Regions from separate parts of the Mus musculus genome. Here region 2 is linked to region 1. A link is a contact called in public promoter capture Hi-C data. All regions are on one chromosome and are shown on one strand. Each heading gives the region's core, a stretch centred on a gene start, on an enhancer-like site or on the middle of the called end of the contact. The rest is flanking DNA. Distances are from core to core; before and after follow the strand shown.

The links. Capture Hi-C pulls out chosen DNA fragments and counts their contacts.
Region 2: a promoter capture Hi-C map of adipose tissue shows a contact between it and region 1. The contact joins two enhancer-like sites. A contact is called at or near these places in 1 of 39 promoter capture datasets (liver), 5 of 484 Hi-C or Micro-C datasets (the AML12 cell line, the C2C12 cell line, the G1E-ER4 cell line and 1 more), 3 of 115 datasets of contacts at active chromatin or transcription factors (T-cell acute lymphoblastic leukemia, fibro-adipogenic progenitors and pancreatic cancer cells) and 4 of 9 other capture datasets (adipose tissue, embryonic stem cells, liver and 1 more).

Annotation. Positions count from the first base shown.
Region 1 is chr15:81,019,068-81,024,317 of GRCm38.p6, reverse strand. It overlaps Mrtfa (myocardin related transcription factor A), which reads left to right. Exons shown (of 14, transcript NM_001082536.2): 5 at 701-776; 6 at 1,760-1,921; 7 at 3,390-3,565; 8 at 4,004-4,153. Among named protein-coding and RNA genes, the nearest start is that of Sgsm3, 44 kb to the right of the region's middle. Within about 2 kb of position 2,662, at least 92 of the 459 cell types and tissues checked have an H3K27ac peak or open chromatin away from gene starts, as enhancers often do. A contact at or near this core is called in adipose tissue, where this site is marked.
Region 2 is chr15:81,322,604-81,327,664 of GRCm38.p6, reverse strand. It overlaps Slc25a17 (solute carrier family 25 (mitochondrial carrier, peroxisomal membrane protein), member 17), which reads left to right. Exons shown (of 9, transcript NM_011399.3): 6 at 303-448; 7 at 529-624; 8 at 3,973-4,055. Among named protein-coding and RNA genes, the nearest start is that of Slc25a17, 36 kb to the left of the region's middle. Within about 2 kb of position 2,309, at least 15 of the 459 cell types and tissues checked have an H3K27ac peak or open chromatin away from gene starts, as enhancers often do. A contact at or near this core is called in adipose tissue, where this site is marked.

The DNA of each region.
Region 1 (5,250 bases), core at 1,413-3,912:
CAGGCCACAGGGTCCTGGGGCCACAGCCAGCAGCATGAGAACCAGGCTGATCTCTGCTGTAAATGATGTGCCACAGTAACTTCTTTCCGACCCTGGCCCATCCTGTCCTCTCCTTTCGTAGGCCGTTGCAGAGGCGAGGAGCCTCAGAATTAGCCTTCAGCGGCGGGGGCTCGGTGCTGCTGAGGGAGTGGTGTAGTTCTCCCAGCATCTGATGAATGCAGAAATGAGGACATGGGACTTTAAGGAACTAGAGCTCTGACACCATGTATCAAAATTAGTATTGCATTTGGCAGTCATTCAGACTGAATTGAAAAGACTCTTGAGATCACGCAATGCGAGGTTTTTGAAACAGGACATAAAATTGCATCCACAGTGATTACTCCTCTGCAGAACCAAACTCCATGAAAGAAGGGCTGGAGACAGCAGACTCACTGCTCTGCTGACATGAAATAGGTGACTGTCTTGTTTTCTGATTTTAAGTAGTGTAAGTATTAAGTTTTAAATACATACAGCGGTGGCCTGAGAGATGCAGCTGCAAGCTGATGTGTACTTTGATATCCGCCTTGCCTCAGGACCCTGCAGTCACCAAGCTGCTGAGGTGGACAGTGGCAGCCACTACAGCCAAATCATGTTTTGTGGTCCTGTCCACTCATAAGCTTCTGTCCCAGCCTTGAGAGTTTCTTGGTGCGCTTTTCCACAGACCGAGGACTATTTGAAACGGAAGATCCGTTCCCGGCCCGAGAGAGCAGAGCTGGTCAGGATGCACATTCTGGAAGGTGTGTGAGTTGTACCTCCCCGCTGCACGTGCATTGTAGTTCTGTGCCCTCCCACTCTCTGCTCTTGTCCATCTTCTGCTAGCAGAGCCAACTGTTGGCTTTACAGTCAGACACGTGTGTGGCTGTTACTGTCTTACGGGAGTTCGTGAGAAGCCTGGGTTGCCATGACCCTTTTTTTTTTTTTGGTTTTTTTTTTTTTTTTTTTTTTTTGGTTTTTCAAGACAGGGTTTCTCTGTGTAGCCCTGGCTGTCCTGGAACTCACTTTGTAGACCAGGCTGGCCTTGAACTCAGAGATCCACCTGCCTCTGCCTCCCGAGTGCTGGGATTAAAGGCATGCGCCACCACGCCCGGCCTAACATGACCCTTCTGGGTCCACCACCCACTGGGATAGCATGGTCATGGTCTCTATCTGCTGGGATGGAGCCCCTTTCTCTCCCAAACACTGCAGTTTGTTTGGGTTTCACTTGCTCACTCACTCCCCCACTGGTATTACCTAAGCACCTATGATGGCAGCCATACTCACCCAGCTATACTTTTCGTTCCTGTGGTTAGCTATAGGATTCATTTTCTATAGTGTTTGAAAGGAGAAGTTGGGCTCCAGAGAGTACCACGTATGTGCCTATTTTAGTTTGCTTAGTTTGGGGGTCATTGGGAGCCTCAAGGAGACCTTCTCAAGTCAGAACCCCACATTTTGCCACTGAAGCCACCGAGAGCCAGGACAAAGAACAGTTTGCCTTGGTGGCCCAGGTCTGAGTGGAGCAGAGCAGTTCTTGCTCTGGTGTTGTGGCTGTGCAGCCCCGCCTCAGAAGCTGTTCAGGTCAAGCCCGGCTAGAATTGCCCAGCGACCCTGGAAGCCAGGCTACACTCCTGCCTGGGCGTGGTTCCCACTCTGCTCCTGTCAGCTCCTGTGGCTCTAAGGGCCCTAGGCCAGGAATCTGGGACCTTTCCTCCCATCTCTCTGAACCCCCTTCTTTTCCATGTAGAGACCTCGGCTGAGCCTTCGCTCCAGGCCAAGCAGCTGAAGCTGAAGAGAGCCAGGCTGGCTGATGACCTCAATGAAAAGATTGCACAGAGGCCTGGCCCCATGGAGCTGGTGGAGAAGAATATCCTGCCTGTGGAGTCCAGCCTGAAGGAGGCTATCATTGGTGAGGAGGCTCCCACTCTGTATGGACCGTAGCCTGAGTGTAGAAGAGAGGCTGAGTTCAGGGGGAACTTCAGTTTAGACATAGGGATTCACCGGGAGGAAATGTGAGGAAGCGTTCAGGGGAGGCTTTCGGGAGGAAGTGGAACCCAGGCCCATGTTCATCTTAGGAGTCGTGGGCTGCTGAGGGCCCCACCCACATCCATCTACACTCATGTCCATCTACGCACACAGGTGTCCACCGTCTCTTCAGACACACAGCACAAGTCCCATGTCATTCCCTCCCTCAGATCTGAGTTGTCTCTTTAGCGTGCCCATCTGTCCTGCTCCAAGGTCTATCGACCATCACCTCCCACAGGGCGGTGCCCACCCAGCCCTGCTTCCAGGACATGGCTGGGTGCAGGAGCGGGATAAATAGTACTTGTGGGGCTATCCTGCACATGGTCTCCATCCTGTCAGTGTGGCCAGTGGCTTCCTCCATGATGGGCCCAGCTCAGTGTGAACTATGACTTATCTGGGCTAGATCACCCTTCAGTGTGCTTGGCCCCACCCTGCTGCTGTCTCTGAATAGGTCCTCATGCTGGGAGGAAGAAAAATCTGTTTGTAGGATTGGTGTGAAGTCTAGCCACAGGTGAGGGAACAGAAGGCCAAGCAAGCCCCACCCTCACAGTCCTAGCCCATCCGGCTGCAGTCTGCCAGTGAGAGAAGCTTAGATGTTCCTCCTCGGTCCCAGGGCTGTAGAAAGTCTCAGGTCACAGCTAGAGAGGAAGAGGCTGTGGGCTTGTTCCTCTTTTTATCTGGGGTCCTCCCCTCTCCCCAACCTCTTCCCCCAGCTGTGGACACTGGTTGTGACATGCCTCTTGACATATCCTCCTGGCCGGGGTTTCCGTCTTTCCTCTACTGCCACTGCGAGTCCCAGCTGGGGCCCCTGTCCCTGCCTCTGCCCCCTTTCAGCCAACTCTGTCAGCTGTCAGAACATGGTTCTGGGCCAGTCTAGGCGCTCAAGGCAGTGGACTGTCCTGGCATATTTGCTGCCCAGGCGCTAGGTCTTGGCTTCATGGACCTTTGAAGGAGGGCATACTTTCACTGAGCCCAGGTACCTGTGAGGTGGGGACCCTCCCCCCATAGCCTCAGAGCCTTAGGCTGTTGTGGCCTTTGGGGACTGAGCCCTAAGGAGGAGCTGTGCTCACTTGCTGTCACCGTGGTCTATCAGCAGCAGGTTCATGGCCTTCACTGTGTGAGTGTAAGCAGTAGGAAAACAAAACCGGGAGTTTGTATGAAGGCCCAACCACAGCTCCTGGCAAGCCTGTTCCAGAGGCTGACTGTGCCTCTGAGCTCTGCACTAAGGCAAGGCGCTCGCTAGGTTCTCTATACTGTGCACCTCTTAGATGCAGGGCTGGGTCCTGCCAGCCCTTCCTGCCTACTTTCCTGTGTGCTGGCTGCAGGAGTCTTACACTGGCTTTGCATTTCAGTGGGCCAGGTAAATTACCCAAAGGTAGCAGACAGTTCCTCCTTCGACGAGGACAGCAGCGATGCCCTGTCTCCTGAGCAGCCTGCCAGCCATGAGTCCCAGGGTTCAGTGCCATCACCCTTGGAGTCCCGAGTCAGTGATCCACTGCCCAGTGCCACCTCCATATCACCCACTCAGGTGAGATTACCTCCTTCTAGATTCTTTCTCATAGAATCTAGAATTCTACCTGCCAAGGCCGCCCAGAGTCAGGCCTCTGTCCTGGGCAGTATGAGCAGGTCCTACTGTATGCATGAGGGATAGATGTGTATGTGTGGCCGTCATTTCAGATGCCAACAATGGACCCAATTCTAGCAAGCTGAGCATAAGGAGAGGCTGGGTTGGGGTCCTGCAGCCCTGGCCACCCACTCTCATTGGCTCTCCTAGGGCTGCTTATCCAAGAGCACTCAGTCAGAGATGTGGCCACCACCTGCCTGGCCTGTCTGGTTCTCTCCCAGCCAGCCTGGCTTTGTAACGTGCTATCACCCCACTTTGCCCTCTGACCATGAGGATGGCAGGGCAGGATAGATAAAGTCTACTTGGGGGTGCTTACTTCGTCCCTCCCTCCCTCCCTCCCAGGTTCTTTCTCAACTCCCAATGGCTCCGGATCCTGGAGAGACGCTTTTTCTGGCAGAGCAGCCTCCTCTGCCTCCCGCACCTCTGCTGCCCCCAAGCCTAGCCAATGGAAGCATCGTCCCCACTGCCAAGCCTGCTCCCACACTCATCAAGGTATTTTCTGCCAGCCACTGTCCTCCCAGCTAGAAGTCATCCTAGCTGTGGGAACGACTGCAAGGGGTGGGTCGGTACATCCTCTAGCGGTCAAGAACCTGACCCAAGGTGACCTGGGTATTTCTCATCTCTGCACTGCCCGTGGGACACTGAACACTGTCTTGGCCTGTTTTTGTTGTTAGGAACACGCTACCACAGCCTGGACAGAGATTAAAGAAAAAGGCTTGGGTCAGGGAAATGGCTCACCTGGATAAGGCATTTGCCACTAAGCCTGACAACCTGAGTTTGGTCCTCCAGATGTCTGTACTTACAGGTTCCCACAAATTGTCTTCCTACCTCCACATGCACACTGTAACATTCACACACATACACACACAAATTAAAATGTAATTTTTTTTAAAGGAAGTTTTTCTTGGCTTACAGTACTAGCCCATGGTAGTAGGGCTCAGTGTCCAGGATTCAGACATTGGGGCTCTACCCTAAGATGATCTTACAGAGTCCTAGTCACTCTGAAGGCCCCCTCTATGTATAAGTTAAACCACCACCCTCCTCAGACCTCATATGGGGAGTTCAGCTCCAATGTAGATTCAGCAGGTGTGGCACACTCACCCCGTGGCAGGCACAGTGAGCCAGGCATTTATGCCTGAAGGCACTACCTTCAGGTAGAGCACTGTTAGAGGCTGGCTGAGCTGAGCAGGGTATGCCACTGCCTGTGGAGCCTGCTTGTTGGCACTCCTCCCTGAAGCACCTGGGAAAGGGGTTATTGTCATTGTCAGGGCCATGTAGCCCCAGTAGTTTTACCTGTCCTCTCATTCTCTTGGCTCCCTCCCTATAGACCCTACACCAACATGGCAACCACCCCACCATCACCTCTGAACTCCTCCAAACCCCCATCCCTGAGGCTGCCCTTGGCCACACCTTTCCTTCGGGTCTGTGGCCTCATCAGATACACTGAGAAAGTCAGGACCTCTTCTTGGGCTCCAGGAGCCCAGCTCCTTACTGCCACATGTCCATGTTATCTTCCTCTAGTGGGCTACCTCTGTCCACACCTTCCTGTGGCCACCAGTTCAAGACTCTACCTGATCTCTGCATCATCT
Region 2 (5,061 bases), core at 1,060-3,559, 300 kb before region 1:
TGGAAGTTGGCATCACATTCTGATGGTTATTTAAAAAATAGTTAACTCCAGTGCATGGCAGCCCACTCCTGTTGTCTGAAGCAGGAAGATACAGTGTTCAAGGCTATACTGGGATACATAGCACGAACATCTTTAAAAACAAAAGCAAAGACAGATGAACAGAAAAGTACCTAAGTAGGAAATCTGCCCCCAAAATATTATTGAGAGGATAGTTTCTATCTGGGCCCATTTGAACAGAATAAATGTCTTTTCTAGTTAGGGCACTGTCATGGTGCTTTGCAAAAGCCTGACTTCTTGCTTAGATGCATTCCACCAGATTATTCGAGATGAAGGGATCTTGGCTCTGTGGAATGGCACCTTCCCCTCCTTGCTGTTGGTCTTCAACCCTGCCATCCAATTCATGTTCTATGAAGGCTTAAAACGGCAGCTTCTAAAGAAACGGATGAAGGTAATCCCTAACTTTAAAATTGTCTAAAAGGAATGCCTGTTTCCTCGTTTGATTAAAATGGTCCCTCCTCTGCTTTCCAGCTCTCTTCTCTGGATGTGTTCATCATTGGCGCAATAGCCAAAGCGATTGCCACCACAGTCACCTATCCCATGCAGACGGTACAGTCAATTCTGAGGGTGAGTCCTGGGGTTCTCCTAAAGTAAGGCCAGTGACACCTAAATTACGTCCTAAAGTCGTAAAGGCAGTGATGCAGGTGGTGTGTAGCCTGTGTGGTTCTGCCCATTTTCCTCTCTGTGCGATGTTTTGCTAGCCAGGCTTTAGCCTGACTTTCTGCATGACGTGGAATGAGGGTTACATTGGAATTTCTTAGTAATATATGGTCTCAGAAAAACCATATGTGTGGAAAGATTCCTCAAGGACTCAGGACACCCCAGGGTCTCTTCTCATTCACGTTGTTTGCCTTGATGATCCTTGATAAAATCAGAGGTTAACTTTTTTTTTTAAAGATTTATTTATTTATTTGTGAGTACACCGTAGCCATCTTCAGACACCCTAGAAGAGGGAGTCAGATCTCATTACCGGTGGTTGTGAGCCACCATGTGGTTGCTGGGATTTGAACTCGGGACCTTTGGAAGAGCAGTCAGTGCTCTTAACCACTGAGCTATCTCTCCAGCCCCCAGAGGTTAGCTTCTATAGTTCATTCATGGATAGTTAACAATTAAACTGTTTCAAAGCACTTCAGATTTCCAGACATTTGGTTGTTTACACATTCAGACATTTTTAGACACTCTGAGAAGCTGGGGGTACAGTGTAGTCCCTGTCCTCATGGAGACAGCAAGTGAAAGCACCAGGTAATTATTCCAGTCTGAGTCAGCTGTTCGGGACATGAGCAGCCCTGGCTTACTGAAGAGGAGCAGTGGGGTTCCTTCTGGGCGATTGGGCTGGGTTTCCAGCTCTCCTGAGAAGCACACTGAAGTCAAGATGCAAGGGGTTGTGAAGCTTGTGCTGGCTAAGAGGGAGAGAGCCGGCAAGACTTGCTTGTCTTAGAACTGAAGGGGGCCTCTGTGGCCAGGAGTGGCTTGCCCAGCAGGAAGCTAGAATAATTACAGGAAAGGTAGCTGTAAGTGAGGAAAGCCGATGGCAAGATTTTATTCTCAGCCCAGCAGTTAGCCTCTGGGGACTTTTAAGGTGGGACGTAGCATGATTCTGAAAGGCCTGTGTGGCTCTTCTGCAGTGTATTGATCAGCTGACGGGGAGAGTCTGGATAAGAGTGTTTGCTCTGAAATATATGACCCTGAGTTTAAATCTTTAGCACCTTTGTAAAGAGTCAGGCATGGCTTCCTGTGCCTGTAACCCCAACATGGGGTTGGGGAAGTATGGGAGTAGAGGCAGGCAGATCTTGAAAGCTGGCTCGCCAGCCAGCCTAGCCAAAATGACAAGCTTCTGTGTCAGTGACCATCTTGTGGCATGAAGGCAGGGATCAAGAGAAGAAGGCGACAGAGGCCCCTACTTCACCTCCACATGCACACAGGTGCATCCTCCACTTTCACAGGCTATTTGAACCTGTTTCTAGTTGTGGTGTGGCTCAGCCCTTGGCACACACCTTTAATCCCCTGGTTGGAATACAGACTGGCCTTTGGACCTCACCTTTAATCTCAAACAATAAAGGTGAAGTTAGTTTGTAGAAGGAAGCAGCGTGTTTAAAAATACTATGTCTAATTAAGTATCAGACAAACAAGCCAGAAAAAGATTTGACAGGATGGAATATGCCCAATTCTCAAGAGATGAGAGAGGAAAGAGAAGCTGCTTAAGGGAGAGAGAAAGAACAGGAGGAAGAAAATACAGTCCAGGAATACAGTCGAGTTCGTGGAGAGCAGTGCAGTAGAGTTGAGAGGGAGAGTAGAGCAGCACAGAGAGGGAGAGGGAGGCAGCTTTACCAGGAGAGTTTTACAGACAGATTGAAGAGAGAACAAGCAAGAGAATAAGAAGGAGCCAGAAGACTAGGACAGATTGCTAGAGGTAGTTTGAGGCCAAGGAGAATTCAGAGGCCAAGAGAAAAGTCAGATTGAGTAAGTCAGCTGGAAGAGGAGTTTGAGCCAGAACAGCTGAGTTGAATTAGAACGAGCAAAAAAAGGTGAGCTTATTCAACAGCAAGTCTCCGAGGCTGAAAACATTCTAGGCCTAGATTAGATTGTACTGAGGCTAGAAGCTTCCAGACTAGGCATAGGTTAGGAAAGGAACAATTACAACAGGAAAATAAAAGTTATTTTACACCCCACCCCACCCCTCCCAGGCTAAAGAGAAAGAAAAAGAGGGCCAATCAGGTAAGAGACCATTTTAGTAATCTAGGTGAGGGCATGGTAGCCTAGGCTAGGTTAGCAGCAATGGAGATAGATAGGGTGTGGACAAATTCAGGGTCTGTGCTGGGGCTTAGTGTGTTGCTTACTTAGCATGTGCAAGGTCCTGGGTTCGATCCCCAGCACTACAAAAATACTGTTAAAAGGCTGTTCTAGAGGGGCTGGCGAGATGGCTCAGTGAGTAAGAGCACTGACTGCTCTTCTGAAGGTCCTGAGTTCAAATCCCAGCAACCACATGGTGGCTCACAACCATCTGTAATAGGATCTGATGCCCTCTTCTGGTGTGTCTGAAGACAGCTACAGTATACTTATGTATAATAATAAATAAATCCTTTTTTTAAAAAAATCTGTTCTAGAAAGAACATTTGAAAGATTTATTGCTCAAGAAAATGAAGGTGGTGTCTCAGTTAAAAACTCTACTTTCTATGAAAAGTGTTTTTGCTAATGTGCTATTTTTGGTGAAATTGGCTCTTGATGGAAAGGATTTCACTATAGTTCACATTAATGCTTTTAACATAGTCCTAATATATGATTTGAAGAGTGTTGTTTGTGGGTGCTCTGACTGATCAGTGGTTATGTTACCAAGGAGAATGTCTTAAAGACCTGGAAGTTACCCCTCCCCCCCTACACACATCTGTGTATCACCCCGGGCATGTGCTTCTGTTTTGTTTTAATCCTTGCTGATCAAGTTATTCCATAACTCTTTGTAAAGGTGAAAGTCCCCATGCTGAGGATGTAGTTTAGTGTTGAGGGAATCTATTCTTTATTGAAAAATATCTTTTATTTTGATTTGCTTAATTGAAAAAGAAGATTAATAAACTCTATGATCCTAGTTGGATACTTTTTATCAACAGGATGCTGTGTTATGAGATGTTACACCAGTGTAATTTCCTAAGTAGAGATTAAGATGAAGAGGGGCTGGAGAGATGAGTGGTTTAGAGCAGAGGACCCAAATCCACTTGTGCAGCATTCCCGTGGAGAGGTTCACCGCCTTCCATGACTCCAGCTCCTCGGGACCAAGGCACTGGCGTGCAAACGTGCATATATCCATACTCTCACACACACATATGTACATGATTAAAATAAAAATAAATCTTTTTTAAAAACAAAATTAAGGTAAAACAGTAATAAATAGTAATTATCTTTTTTTTCCTCTTTTCATCCCAGTTTGGACGTCATAGACTGAACCCAGAAAACAGGACCCTGGGAAGTCTTCGGAATGTTCTCTCTCTTCTTCACCAGCGAGTCAAGTGAGCTCTGCTCTCCCTCTCAGCAGCCTCCTTTGCGGGGGGGGGGGGGGGGGGGGGCTACCTGTGCTGTTCTTGCTTTAGCTCACGCAGCTGCAGCTTCAGACACCTCTCCTTTGTGTTCAGGTTTCTCTCAGTTTAGGAGCTTAGTGTGATTTCAGCAGTTCAGGGGATTTCAGAAAAGTTCAGCTCTTTATCCTTTGCTAGTTATAAATACAGGGCTCCATTGGGAAGGGAGCCCCAGGCTGGGAGTGGAGCTGGGTGGTGGAGCCTGTGCTTAGCCTGTGCGTGGCCCTGGGTTCAAACGCTAGGACCAAGAAAAATAAAGAAGAGGCAGGCAGATCTCAGTGAGTTTGAGGCCAGCCTGATCTACAGAGCAAGTTCTAAGCCAACCAGAGCCACATAGTAAGACTTGTCTCAAAAATTAATAAAATAAAAAACTCAACCAATATAAAGCCAGTTAAATATCAGTAAAAGTTACATATATACATAAATTTAAAAAAAATCCCTCTCGTTCCTCTCTTAAGGGGTAGTCACTGTAAAGCACTCACATTTCTAGAGAATTATACAAAACATATATTTCAGTATGTCTTCAGTGTGTGTATGTGTGTGTATTATACATCTTACTATTTTGATTTTACTTTTTAGAGGCAGAGCTTGCAGTGTAGCCCTGACTGGCCTAGTACTTGCCAAGTAGACCAGGCTAGTCTCACACTTGAGGCAGTCTTGCCTCATCTCCTTTTTATAACCTTGACATCACACCCACCCCTTCCCATTGACAATTGTAGACTTGTACTGACTTCCTGTGATGTAATCCACTGTGATTTATTCACCAGGCAGCTACTGCAGAGTGTCCAGGCCGTCTGAAGGGTCTTTATAGACATTGCTGAGTGAAGACTCTAAACTGAGCCTTGTACAATTAAGTAATCATAATTGTAAAGAAATCCCTTTATGTGGAATTACCTAGTTAAGAGAATTAGAACACATGAAATTCTGATATTTTATAATT